2 separate regions of the Mus musculus genome follow, and region 1 is linked to region 2. A link is a contact called in public HiChIP or PLAC-seq data. All regions are on one chromosome and are shown on one strand. The core of a region is the stretch at or near the end of the contact, and the rest is flanking DNA. Distances in the headings are between cores, read along the strand shown.

Region 1 (6,658 bases), core at 2,899-5,398, 180 kb after region 2:
TGATGGTGTGTGTGTGTTCTTAAAGCCTGTTTTGAGTACCCTGTTAGAGCCCAACTTTATTCCAAACTGTACGCTGCCACACAATGATTATAAAATTGGACAGCAAAATCCAGCTGGTTCATCTTAAGCCAATAGCAGAAGATTTGCAAAAGATAAAGTAGCATTAGTCTCTACTCTAAATTTTGCATTTTGAAAAACTATTTTTCACAAATAGACATTACTTTTGTACATTTGTGTTGTGTTACAGTTTCCACATAGACTGGAATATTCTATCCTGCAGGGTTCCTTAAGCAGGAAGGTAAACAATCAAAATAGCTTTAGGAAGTCCCTGAAACTGACCAGATTCACAAGCCCCCCCCCCCCCCCCCCCAGTTACCAAGTCAGGATGCTGAGAGAGTCACTCTCAGACAAGCCAAGCTACAGAAAAGATTTTTGAGACCAGACCAACTTCTGTCCTGGAAGAGGCAGAAAGCAGCCTCTCTGTCTAACTGAGTCACTTGGAAGAGACACTCTCCAATGTGCTGAGCTGCCTGCAGGCTGTGCAGGGTGCTTCCCACCTTCCGTGGACTGTTTGTCATCCTGGGGTGGGCTTTGGTGATGCAGAAGTCCGAGTCATTTCTGTTCCTGCATCCATATTCCTTTAATAACCCCAATAAAACCCATTGGTTCACTCAGTTGGACTTTGGTTTCCCTATCTGGGGTGAAGAAATGTGCAAGTCTCTCCAGCTAAAGTCTTGTCACACAACATGTTCACTGACTTTGCAATCCATAGGAAGGAATGAATAAGGTTAAAATGTCTTAGCAGAGGAGGAGGCGGAGTCAGGAGGACTGCTGAGAGTTCAAGGCTAGACTGGACTACACAAAAGCTTCAGGCTAGCCAGGACTCTGTCTATAAACCAGAATAAAACAGGGCTGAGGTGATAGCCCAGATGGTAAGTTTTGAAAGTTTCATCCTTCAAAACCTTTTTTTTTTTTTTAATTAAAAAACCTGCAACCCTCAAGTATGTTGATATGTGCTTAGATCCCCAGTGCTGAGGCAGAGAAGGGCTGCTCCCTGGCTTACTGGACAGTCAGCCTTAGCTTACTGGTGGTTTACAGGCGAGTGAGAGGCCTTTTCTCAAAAGTAAGATGGGAAGCACTTGAGGTTGTTCTTTGCCCTGCACAGAAATATGGACATAACACTTGTGTGCTCATGTGTACTGCAAGACACAAACACACACACACACACACACACACACTGGAATTTCTTATTTTTATTTCAAAGAGAGTTAATACTAATAGAGATAACCCAGCTATTGTCAGAGACTTACCTAACACTCAAATAAGCAGGCCCAGGACTGGAAACACGCCCATGTGGTGGGCCAACCCCGGGCCTGTAAGACTAATAGCTTGGGTGCTCATGTTAGAGACTGATGGCAAATGTTGGTTAAGCGCCCATCTCATCAGTGCCTCAATTTTTGCACCTGTACATTGGGAGCATCATGGTCCCTTGAAAGGTGACCGTGATGTATTACCTCACTGGTGAGAACTTTGCTTTGCTGGGAGGTTAGAGGCTCTCTTGGAAGCTGGGGTGTTTGAAAGGGTCCCACAGAGTGATCCCAGCTGTAGGGAGTGGGGCTCAGCATGTGTCGTCAGCCTCCCCCGCAAGGTAAATATGTGAAGATTGGGAAAGTTGGTCAAAGGAAAGGAATTCAGTTTGTGAAATCGCTTCAAAGGGGGAACTGGAGGCAGGGCTTTCCTTTCATGCTGATTGTAAGCACTTTAGAGTTTTGTGAAGCCCCACTTCCTGATACTTCTTCTCTTCATAACGGGCACGGAAGCAGCTGAGTTGGTCTTTTTTTGAGGTCCATTTGTGGGAGGTGACAGCCACTTTTTTTTTGACCCCCCAGTCTAGAAGTGACTCTGCAAAAGTCCCCACAGGGGACATGGTTTCTCTGACTAGTGACTAAGGCAAAACCCCTTTCCACTCATGAATTTCTTATTTTCTAACATTCCATAGTCTGGTAACTTTTGTTGGTGTGAGTAGCTGCTGTCAGAGGACTTCCACTATGTGGTGAAGGTGGGGGCTTTGTCACTACATTATCCTTGGTCCTCAGATGCCTTTTTGAGCAATCCTTCCTGGTGCTTGTTCTTTTACCTGAGAGATTCCTTCCCTGGCCTTGGCTAAGAGCTGTTGACTAGATTTCTATTGAAGTGCAGTAACTTAACAGCTGGCCCCCAGTCACTGATCCTTCCCTCTGAGAGGAGGGCTTGGGAACTATGGGACAGAAGATGGTGTTCCTCGCCTCCACCACACTACTCTTCCATCTCCTCAGGGCTTCTGGAACATGCCTAGGATTGGGATAGTGCTGGACCTATGGGGGGATGCGATGGGCTTCAGAGGGAGGAGGTTAGGACCCTTCTTTCCAGCCCTTAGCTCCACATCCCGCTTTTGCTTTATCTGTCCCAGTTTTGGGACCAAGTCTGATATCATGGCAGTGTGCTAGACCCACCTTGGCTAAATACTGAGAAATGCTAAAATTGGACATTTACATTATCTTTAGGAGTGTGGGATGGCTGAGGTCATACTATGTAGCCCAGGATAGCCTCTAACCCATGATCCTCCTGCCTCAGCCTCCTGATGCCATAATTTCAGGCATTTACACTATGTCTGGCTACTGTCAGTCTTTTATGTATGTATGTATGTATGTATGTATGTATGTATGTATGTATGTATATATGTATATATGTATTTATTTATTTTGCAGTGTTAGGGATTAAACTCAGAGCTCCCTGCATGCCAGGTAAGTGCTTTACTGGCGTTCAGTTTCTCAGCTTTCCTAATGAAGTTTCGGTTGCTTAGTTTAAGGCTATAGTTGGTGTTTAGTCAGAACCTTCCCATTTCCCACACCCATCCAAATTCCTTGTTCTAATTTCCTTTCTCTTGTGTTTAAATACTATGACAAAAAGCTACTTAGAAAATGACTTATTTCTGCTTCTAATTCTAGGTTTACCGTCCATCTTTGTGGTGACGTCAAGGCCAGAACTTCCAACTGCAGGCTTTTCAGCTCCCTGGAAGCCTGGGAGGTTCAGTGTGCACAGGTATAGGGTCCTCCCACTCAAAAATCTCACAGTCTTACAGTGGACCAGAGATCTCTCTCAGAAGACCTGCGGAGGCTGGGTGGGTGGCAGCACACAGATGGAGCTCAGGTCCAGTATAGAGAAGGCAGATATGGCCTCTGCTTTGGGGATCCACTGGAAGTAGCATCTTTATTGTTATCTAAGGGAAGGACAAGGTTTCCTGAAGGTGAGAAGCCAGAATGAGTCAGAACCAGGGAATGAAGGGGCTGGGTTTGCATCAAAGACTCGAGCAAGATGTCAGTTTGGTCATGAGTTACAAAGAACCCTAGTTCTGTGCAGGAAGGCTTTTGAAGACCTGATGCTTCCAGCTTGGTCAGTATGGGCACTTAGCAATCATTTCAATCATGCAAATCATTTCTCTCTTATCTGCCACGTTACCTACCATGGTGTCATGCTGGGGCCATGTCCTCTTAGGAAGGAAGACAGGACTGCTGCTGCTGAGCAGAGTCATCTGTAGGTGTGACCTGTGTAGTAGATGACAAGGGATTGCCTTCCACAGCAAAGAAACCTCCGAAGGTCTCTTCCCTGCATGTTCTCAGGGCCAGTGTCTGGTTTCCTGTCCACTGCTGAAGAGAGTGGATCAGAAAAGTCCTATGTTTGGAGAACCACAGATTACAGATGGAACTAGGCCTCTTCAGGGGACTGAGGCATGTACTTGCTACCATCAATCAAAAGCATGTATCATAGCAGACGAGGAATGTCTGGGACTCATGGGAGGGTGGGATCATACATCAATATAGTGTATGTTAATTCTGAGGGGCTTAGGGAGCCAAGGAAGATTTGGAGGAAGAGTGTAACCCAAGCAGTATGGGGCTTTAGAACAGTTTCTTCAGGATCAGTGTGGAGAGGAAAGGCCAGTTTGAGGAGGCTGAGAAACAACGGCAGTTCTGCAAGTAAGAGGTTGGTGTGTGATGAGAAAAGAGAGGGCTGAGGTGAGGGAGTGAAAGGGGTGGGAGGCAAGTTCTGATTCCCTGGTTCCCCACATCTGACTCACCCTGAGCTCAGTTAGCTCTCATGGGTCCACTCTCCATTTTCACAGCCGACTTCCTCCTCTGTGTCCTGGTCTCTCATCGGGCTCACGGTGCTGGCATCTACACCTCCCATTCTGACAGCTCCCACAAGGCTCCTCAGTGGTCCAGGGTGTGTGTGTGTGTGTGTGTGTGTGTGTGTGTGTGTGTGTGTGTGTGTGTGAGAGAGAGAGAGAGAGAGAGAGAGAGAGAGAGAGAGAGAGAGAGAGAATATCCTGGGATGTTTTGTTTCAGACTGGCCTCCCCTCTGTGCATGGTTGTGCATTCAGGAGCCTTTGCCATCCCCCTCACTAGATGTCAACAGCAGTCTGACCCCCACACTGTGTTTGCGGGCATGGAGGCATGTTCCCTAGTGTAGCCTCCCTCAGCCCTGAAGCAGGCTGATCCAGACTTTGACCTTGCTGCCACTGAGAAGGAAATTACCTAAGGTGGAGCCTTCTGACCTAGATGGCTCTTTTGTTCTGCCGCTGACCACTGCTCTCCCCAAGACACTGCTACCTGCTGAGAAGCCCCTGAGACATTCTGGAGGAACATGCTATTCTACACATCACCTACAGGCTGGCTCCAGACACCAAGAATGGACTAGCGGGGCATGGGCCTCCCCCTTTTATAAGTAGACTCTCTTAGTAAACTGGCGGGCCTTAAACAGAATCATGTCTTGGTCTCCATTAATCTCTCTTGGTCTAAGTCTCTTTCAGCCCCAGCCTGCCTCCCTGGTGTACCCGGTTCAAGTAGGCCGCAGGCCGGCACACAACACCCTGGGAGCCAAATCAGGAGCCTGCTGCCAACCCTTCTCCTCAGAGCTGCCTCATGCTCTTGAAATGGGAAGTCCGCTAAAGCTCCCATCTGCTGCCCATGGTAAACATCTCTAGAGGTCCCCTTCATGTCCCTTCTGCTACTGGCTTCTCCAGAGCCTCTGATTGTCTATCAGCTTCCTCCCCTACCACACCCAACATCCATTTTGGATGTTTCTCTCATCTTTGTAGGCTCTTAACATCTTTAATCTGGAGCTGAGTTCATCAGAGTGATGGGGAACCTAAAATTGTCTCTTAGAGCCACATAGCGGGAGCACTGACTTCCACTCCTGGCTTGCCTGGGCCTCATTTTCAGTGTTGATTGTCAGCAGGGTGTCTCTGGGGGCAATTTACCTCACCTCTCAACCTTATTTTTAAACCATACATAAAAGGAGTGTACTCTCAAGCTCATTTTAAACAGTGACAGTGTTTTTTAAAGTGTGAGCCATTGATTGGCAGGGCTGCAGTTGGCTTCATAATGATGCTGACAGTTCTTGTCCTGCAGGTAAGTAACAGCAGAAGCTGTGTCTAGCACATGACTCTCACTTGGGGGTATCTTCTGTGCCTGCCCTGCCCTCAGACTCTTTCAGAAATCTGTGTGCATTAGTGTTGGTACCAGGGGGCTGGAAGGAGACTGTAATAGTCTCTTCCTCCTGATGGGAAGGTCTATTCTAGACATCTTGTTACACGGATCCACAGGACCTATTCCTTCCTTCCGTGTAGTTAGAGACACAAGGTAGGAGCGGTTAGAGTTTTTCACAATGACAGGTTCCTGAAAGTCACCCCAAGCTCTGGGCTGGGGATAACTGGGTACAGGCTGGGGGTGGGGTGGGGTAAACACAGAAAGAGGAAGGAACTCTTAGAAAGCAAAGAGCTGGAAGGTAAGGCCAATGATCTGACAGCCGGCCCAGAAAGCAGGGCCTTGGAGGGATTGCAGGGACCTTCAGTGCTCCTACTATCCTGAAGGCTGAGGCTGCGCAGCCTCCCGTGGGTGGGGTGGGGTGTGGTCTGTCAATCTTGTTGTGACAGGGCCTGGACCTCCTTATTGTATCCCTGCTGACTGTCTCGGCACTGACTTCAGTCCTCCTTGTCTGAAGCTGCTCTGTCACTCAGTGCCCTCTTGGCTGCCAGGCCCTATTGCTGGCTGCTTTTTGGCTTAGCTTAGAAGAAAAATGAGGAAGGAAGCAGAGGGCTTCTCTTACAGAGACTGTTGCCCTAGAAGCCATGCTCTGCACTGTATCTCAGAATAAGCTACATGCCATGGCTCCCGCATCTCCCTATGGCCACAGAACAGCACCATTTCCTGGCTGTAAAGCATCCTTCCCCTCCGGCTCTCTGCCGAAACTGCAATGCTTGGTTCTGCTTCCTGGGAGCCCAATTGGGGAAACTGAGATCAAGCCAGAGCTTATGCTGAGGACTTCCTCTTCCACTTGGTTGGCTGGGGCAATAAGTGGCCAAGCCTGGGACACTGACCACAGACACATGCAGGTCCTTGACTCAACTGAAATGGACACTTTTACTAGTTTGTCATAGATAGAACTTAATCAGGATGGATGACAGCCACACACTCCTTCTCAGGTGGCCCTAGCAGTCAACAATTATCTGTGCCTTTTCTTCTTACAAGACCCTAGCTCTGCTCGTGCCCTGATTTAGTATCTGCCGATGAGCTCTATAGCTTTTATTCTCTCCACTGAGCCTCAGTTGCTGAATCTGCCC
Region 2 (6,121 bases), core at 121-2,620:
TAAAAAAAAATGTGTGTGTGTGTGTGTGTGTGTATGTGTGTGTGTGTGTTTAGAGCCTGCGTATCTTATTTCCTTTCTGCAAGCATTGTTATCTACAGTCACTGGCTCAATGAACTTATCATTTTCCTGGACCACTGTTCTATAAGGGTTCTAAAATCAATCAATATCTCTCTCTCTCTCTCTCTCTCTCTCACACACACACACACACTATTAACAGCTGCTTGCTCCATTCTGACTTGTGTGCTTTCCAGCTAAGGTGAGTGTGTGCAGTGCCGTGACTAACGCTGCACTCCTCTCACAGATGCTGTCTAGAGGGGAGCTCTCAAGTCAGCAAAGCCCCGACCTTCCCTCACCCATTCCTCCCCACCACCAGACTCTCGTAGGAGCAATCCTTTCATCTGCCCCTAAGTGACCTCCTTGGGTAGACCATGCCCTGAGTCTGGCAGCTTAGTCTATTTCCTAGTAGAAACTCTTTTTCTCAGTTTAGGGAAATTTTATATTCGCTGTGTCTTGTTCATAAAAGTATTCCTTCCAGAGTGACACACGGTGAAAATGAGGGTGGGATGCCTTAATTAGGAGACTTCGTTGATTGCTTCCAATAAGTAAAGCAATTATGCCATGTATCGGAATATGAATGCAAATGCTTTGTAATATTAACCCTTGATGTGGAAGAAGTAGCCTGGCCTTTGAAGTCAGGTAATTGCAAAACTAATGCTGACTGGATGCCAGGCACTGTTGCAAGCTCCTTTATAAGTTGGTTCACTCACGCTTACCTCAGCCCTCTGAGAGTGTTCTATTAATATGCCCATTTCACAGATAGGAGGAAACCTGGGGTGGGATTAAGAAAGCTGTTGTGAGTGTGGGAACCAGCAGTTGAAATCAAGTGTTCTGTCTGAGTCCGAGCTTCCGATGCTACACTTCAGTCTCCAGGTAGCTCTAGGAGCTACCCTGTCCTCACGGTACTTTGCTCACCCATAAAACTGGGCAAGGCTCTTTGAAGAGTTAAAAGGAGAGCAAACATTGCTCTTGCAGAGGCTCTGGGTTTGGTTCCCGTTGTCAGACATCTCACTCTGTTGTCGCCTGTAACTCCTGCTTAGGGGATCCCCGCCTGCATACCCACACAGGGCTGTGCACAGAATTTAAGATAAATACATTGTTTCTTTCAAATGAATTAAATGGCTTACTATCAAGCATGACCGGGGATTCTTAATGGTGACTCTACACCTAACTCATTTGTGGGTTTCTTTTGTTTCTTGTTTTGGTTTAGACCCCACCCAGAGAACTCGTGATTCATTTCTATACCCCATGGTATGTGGTCTCTTATGACCAATGTAAGATCCCTGTCAGAATTACTTCAGAGTAAGCAGAGTGGCTTTTTAAATGACTCTTGTTGATGACTGTATACCTCATTTCAGTGTTAGTCAGCCAGGACTAAGACAGGACAATGGGAAAGGGCCAGCCTCATAACCTGTAACAGTTGTTCCTGAGATACGTAAGCTGCCGCCCTCGCCCCCTCGCTGCTGAAAGATAGCGTATTTTATAAATAACCGATGCAACTGAAAAGGAACAAATTGGTTCTCCCTCTGTTTGATAGCTCCTCTGTTGACACCCAGTGACCTATCTCAAAAGTAAACCTTTAAAAGACATAGAGTGTTGCCCACAAACATTTTACATTTTTAGGTCCATGAACAGTGGAGCTCAAAAGGGCTTAAATATTCTGACTGATACAGGCTTCTCATCACCAGGTCCCTTACTCAGAGAGGGGGAGGCACTTGTCAGCACACTGCTTTCCAAACGAGAAATGAGCTCCCCAAAAGAACAGTTGCCCCTGCAGTGTTTTATATAATGAGAGTTTGAGATAATTGCTGTGTTGATACTGAAGCACTTTTGATTTATAAAGCAAGCATTCATTTAAGAAAATGTCACATAACTTGAAAATTGTTATCTGAACATATGATTTTAGTTTTCTTTTGCAGGAACTGACTTACTTCAAGGCCATGCCATTTAGATCTCAGGCTAAGCCAAATCAAAGGTGACAAGGCACATTAATGACCTGAGAGGCTGGGCTATCTCACAGGGTGGCACTATCCCATTCGACAGTCATTTATTGAGTGCTTACAAGACACTGTGATTCACATGTTCAAAGGACACTGTCCCAACACTTAAGTACATGACAGAGGGAGGCAGTGACATTCAGCTGCTGTTAACGGTGGAGGAAAATATGAGTATGCAGGAGGGGCCCTGGACCGAGCCAGGAGTAGAACAGGGGAGGGGATAGGGCTGAGCTACAAAGCTTCCTGTAGGACGGACAGCTAGAGTGATTCCTAGAGGACAGGTTACTGTAGGTGGAAGAACCTTCCAGCTGGTCACTTGTGGACAGTGTAAACATCCTGCCTAACCAACATCACCTTGGCTACAGGGAAGGCCTGATGGTCATCTGATGGCTTCAGTCTTAGATGATCTACTGGCTTCAGTCTTAGATGACCTACTGGCTTAAGTCTTAGATGACCTACTGACTTCAGTCTTAGATGGCCTACTGGCATCAGGTCGTAACATTATTTGAACATTTTTAAAAGTCATTTTTGTCTCACAATGATTAGCTAGGCTCAGAAGCGCAAAGGAATAAGATATTTGGGACTTGCCTTTTTGCCTCTGGTTTGTGTCACCTACTCTCCTCCATTTACCACTTGACAGGGTTACATAGGAACAAGCAACACCCTCAGCAGTTAGGCCACTGGGAAAGAGAAGCCCGTGCCACCAGCCACAGTAAACCTTATCCCCAGTGTCACTGGAATTGATGCCACTCTGACCAGTGGATCCTGGTGACCATGTCAGTGCCCTTTAGCAGACTAACCTCTCTATACTTGGCTCTCTTCTCAAGATAAGGAATAATAATAGCTCCTTACTATACCACACTACCCTGTGGACATGGGGGTTGAGGCTGACACTGAATGAACTCACTCCTGGGGCAGCAAGAACAATTTGTTAGCTGTTAAGGGACAGAGTCCCAGTTCCTTTCATGTGAGACTAAGACACATACAAGGACTTCTGCAATCCAGAGCTCCATTTTCTGCAGATACTACTTTGTCATTCAAGCCAGTGTGTTCCTTTCATAGCCACTGCTAGTGTGCTATGTGCCAGACACTGTTCTCAGCACCTGGGATAGATAAACTCAGGAATCAGTCCACACAGAGTCTGAGCTGTGGTGTGGGAGTTAATCTGACACATTTCATAACTGGAGAGAGGGAGAAGGAAGGAAGGAAGGAAGGAAGGAAGGAAGGAAGGAAGGAAGGAAGGAAGAGGGAGGGAGAGAGGGAGTGAGGGAGAGAGGAGAGAGGGAGAGAGAGAGAAAGAGAGAGAGAGAGAGAACAGAGCTTACAAGGCCCAGATGCTACAAGCCCTACCAAGCCATTGTAGTAAAAACTGAGCAGAATGAACAACTACTAGTGACTATTGAGCTTGCAGGATATAGTAGGCACTGGGTTCTGTGTTTTATTTGAAATAAGCAGATGAAGCCTTTATGTAAAGCAGATGACACTGGCTCCAAGGGAGGCAATGGAGGAGTTTGCAAAGACAGGGCTCTCTGATTCTGAAATGCACCTTGGTAGAAGGGTGTGTGTGTGTGTGTGTGTGTGTGTGTATCACAAGATTGGGAATAACAAGATTAATTTTGGGCTGCACTTGGCCTCCATGTAACCCCCTTCCTTGTTCAGGAACTGGGGAGCAATTTTGGTATCTGTGCTTCCAGAAGGACTAGACCAAAGAATCCAGCCTCATAATGCTCACTCCTTGGGTGTTTTTCCTGGAGCACTAAGCAGGTTCACGGTCCAAGGTACAGCTTCCCTGCCCATTTTTAAAGACCCCAGCATTTCTGAGTGCTTGTTACAGACAGAGGAAAAAAACTAAACTACAGAAAACTCAGTTTCCTGTTCTTGGTTATGACCAGAAAATGAGGTGGCTTTCAGAGCAGCATCAGTGACCCGTGAACCTGCACTTTAGATGTGACTCACAGTAGTAGCCTGTGGAAACTGGCAGACTCCTTGTTCTACAAGATGTTATTCTGAGCCAAGTAAACACCCCCAAAGTCAAGATGCTTGTTTAAGACCAAACCTCAAGGTAGAATGTGAAGGACGGGCAGAAGGCTTATTGAAATACGTCAGCTTATTTTGCAGGACAAAATGAAAACCTGCCAGACACTCTTAATTCATACATTACTGATTTGAAATTCATGAAACCATTGAAGGGGCTGTGTAATAATAATAATAATAATAATAGTGAAGGGGCTGTGTAATAATAATAATAACAACAACAACAATAATAAGTGAGAGTCTTACTATTTAGCTGCCTATTGTTTATTTGCAAAGCACAGTGCTGGCCATCAACGGTGCAATATAAGTGACCACTGGCTTCTACCCTTCTGACTGTGTAGGTAATTTCTAAGTATGTAGAGTGTAGTATAACTACCCTAAGCTGTGTCCTGATTCCAGTTGCTCTACACAGAATCAATTTGTACTTACCCAGCAACAAAAGAAAAGAGAATAAAACAAAGAATAATGTGGATGGTGAGTGTAATTCCATCTGCATTTCCAGAGAGAGCAGCCTGCTGTTCCTTTCAGTTGACCTCAGCTTCCTATTGCTTTCTCCTGTCTCCCAATGTAAGATTCCATTGTATCTAGTGTTTGAAGATAACATTTTCATAGAACATAGCCCTAGGATGCTATATCTGCTTGCTGTGAGCAAAGAAGTAGCATTCTTTCCATTGCTAAAACTAATGCCAGCTGTGCTTGGCCTCACCAAGGGGTCAGTTTTTCTTTGACTTCTATGATATTTTCATCATGTTCTTTGGCTAGAGGGTTTATGTTCTAAAAGAGATACAGTTCGTTGTAGTGATAGATGTACAGGGCAAAGTCAAACCTTTTATAAATTCAAGAATCTGCCAAATTGGGCTGGTGAGATGGCTCAGTGGGTAAGAGCACCCGACTGCTCTTCCGAAGGTCTGGAGTTCAAATCCCAGCAACCACATGGTGGCTCACAACCACCCGTAATGAGATCTGACTCCCTCTTCTGGAGTGTCTGAAGACAGCTATAGTGTACTTATATATAATAAATAAATAAATCTTTTTAAAAAATTAAAAAAAAAAAAAAGAATCTGCCAAATTGGGACCATAGCCAAATTATTGGGCTTCTGTCTGTAGCTAGTCATTGCCCACATTTTTTACAAATCTGTAAAACAAAGATAGTTATATTTACGTCATTGATATCACAATGTTTAAATGAATAATAAAGATCCTGACAAGCACGTGGAAGTCCATTGCTATCCATCCCTGCAATAAGTATGAATGTAGTCTGCCTATGAAAACCAAGGACAGGGTGTCGGCAGAGGGGTGACATAATCTATGTGATTTTAGAAAAGATGACCGTGGTGACTGGAGAGTTCAGTACTTGGTGTGCTGACATGGGGACCTGTGTTCAGATGGTTTGCACCCATGTAAAAAAGTCAGGCATGGTGGCGTGTGTCTGTGACCCCAAGGCTCAGAAGGCACAGACAGGAAGATCCCTGGGACTTTCTGGCCAGCAAATCTAGCCCAGTTGGTAAGTTCCAGACTTGATGAAAATTTGACATCTTAGGGAAAAAAGGATAATATGGTGGAGAAGGATGTCGGAAGATACCCAGTGCCAACCTCCACAAGTGCACACAGAAAGTAGAGATTACTGTGGTGTCCGGGCTAAACCATAGCAAACCTAGAATAAGGAGATACTGGCATATTGGCAAAGATGAGGGCCTGAGCAAAAGAAAATGGTAATAGTATGCATGGAGTTCAGAGGTCAACCTGCAGGAATCGAACTCAGGTCACCAAATTTGAGGGCAAGCACCTTTACCTGCTGAACCATTTCGCTGGCCCAAGGCTTGGCAGTTTTAAAAGTACAGTGGACAGGACATAGGAACCACTTAGCTAAGGGAACATAGGAAGAGTTCTAAAGCCAAGGATGGCTTTGAGTTCTTCAGGTCTGTGGGTGGAATGATAGAAAGGTTGGGCTAGCTGGGGCAGAGAGTAATAAAAGGTACTGCTGTAATACAGGCAGAAATTATATGCCTGGTGTTGAGCTAAAGAACTTAATG

What was found. HiChIP or PLAC-seq counts read pairs in DNA pulled down with a chosen protein or histone mark.
Region 1: a FOXA1 HiChIP or PLAC-seq map of pancreatic cancer cells shows a contact between it and region 2. The contact joins two enhancer-like sites. A contact is called at or near these places in 3 of 484 Hi-C or Micro-C datasets (bone marrow-derived macrophages and muscle stem cells) and 2 of 115 datasets of contacts at active chromatin or transcription factors (CD8 T cells and pancreatic cancer cells).

Annotation. Positions count from the first base shown.
Region 1 is chr15:59,715,438-59,722,095 of GRCm38.p6, forward strand. No RefSeq gene overlaps it. Among named protein-coding and RNA genes, the nearest start is that of Trib1, 70 kb to the left of the region's middle. Within about 2 kb of position 4,149, at least 17 of the 459 cell types and tissues checked have an H3K27ac peak or open chromatin away from gene starts, as enhancers often do. A contact at or near this core is called in pancreatic cancer cells, where this site is marked.
Region 2 is chr15:59,539,886-59,546,006 of GRCm38.p6, forward strand. All of the region lies in intron 4 of Nsmce2 (NSE2/MMS21 homolog, SMC5-SMC6 complex SUMO ligase), which reads left to right. Among named protein-coding and RNA genes, the nearest start is that of Gm36677, 75 kb to the right of the region's middle. Within about 2 kb of position 1,371, at least 54 of the 459 cell types and tissues checked have an H3K27ac peak or open chromatin away from gene starts, as enhancers often do. A contact at or near this core is called in pancreatic cancer cells, where this site is marked.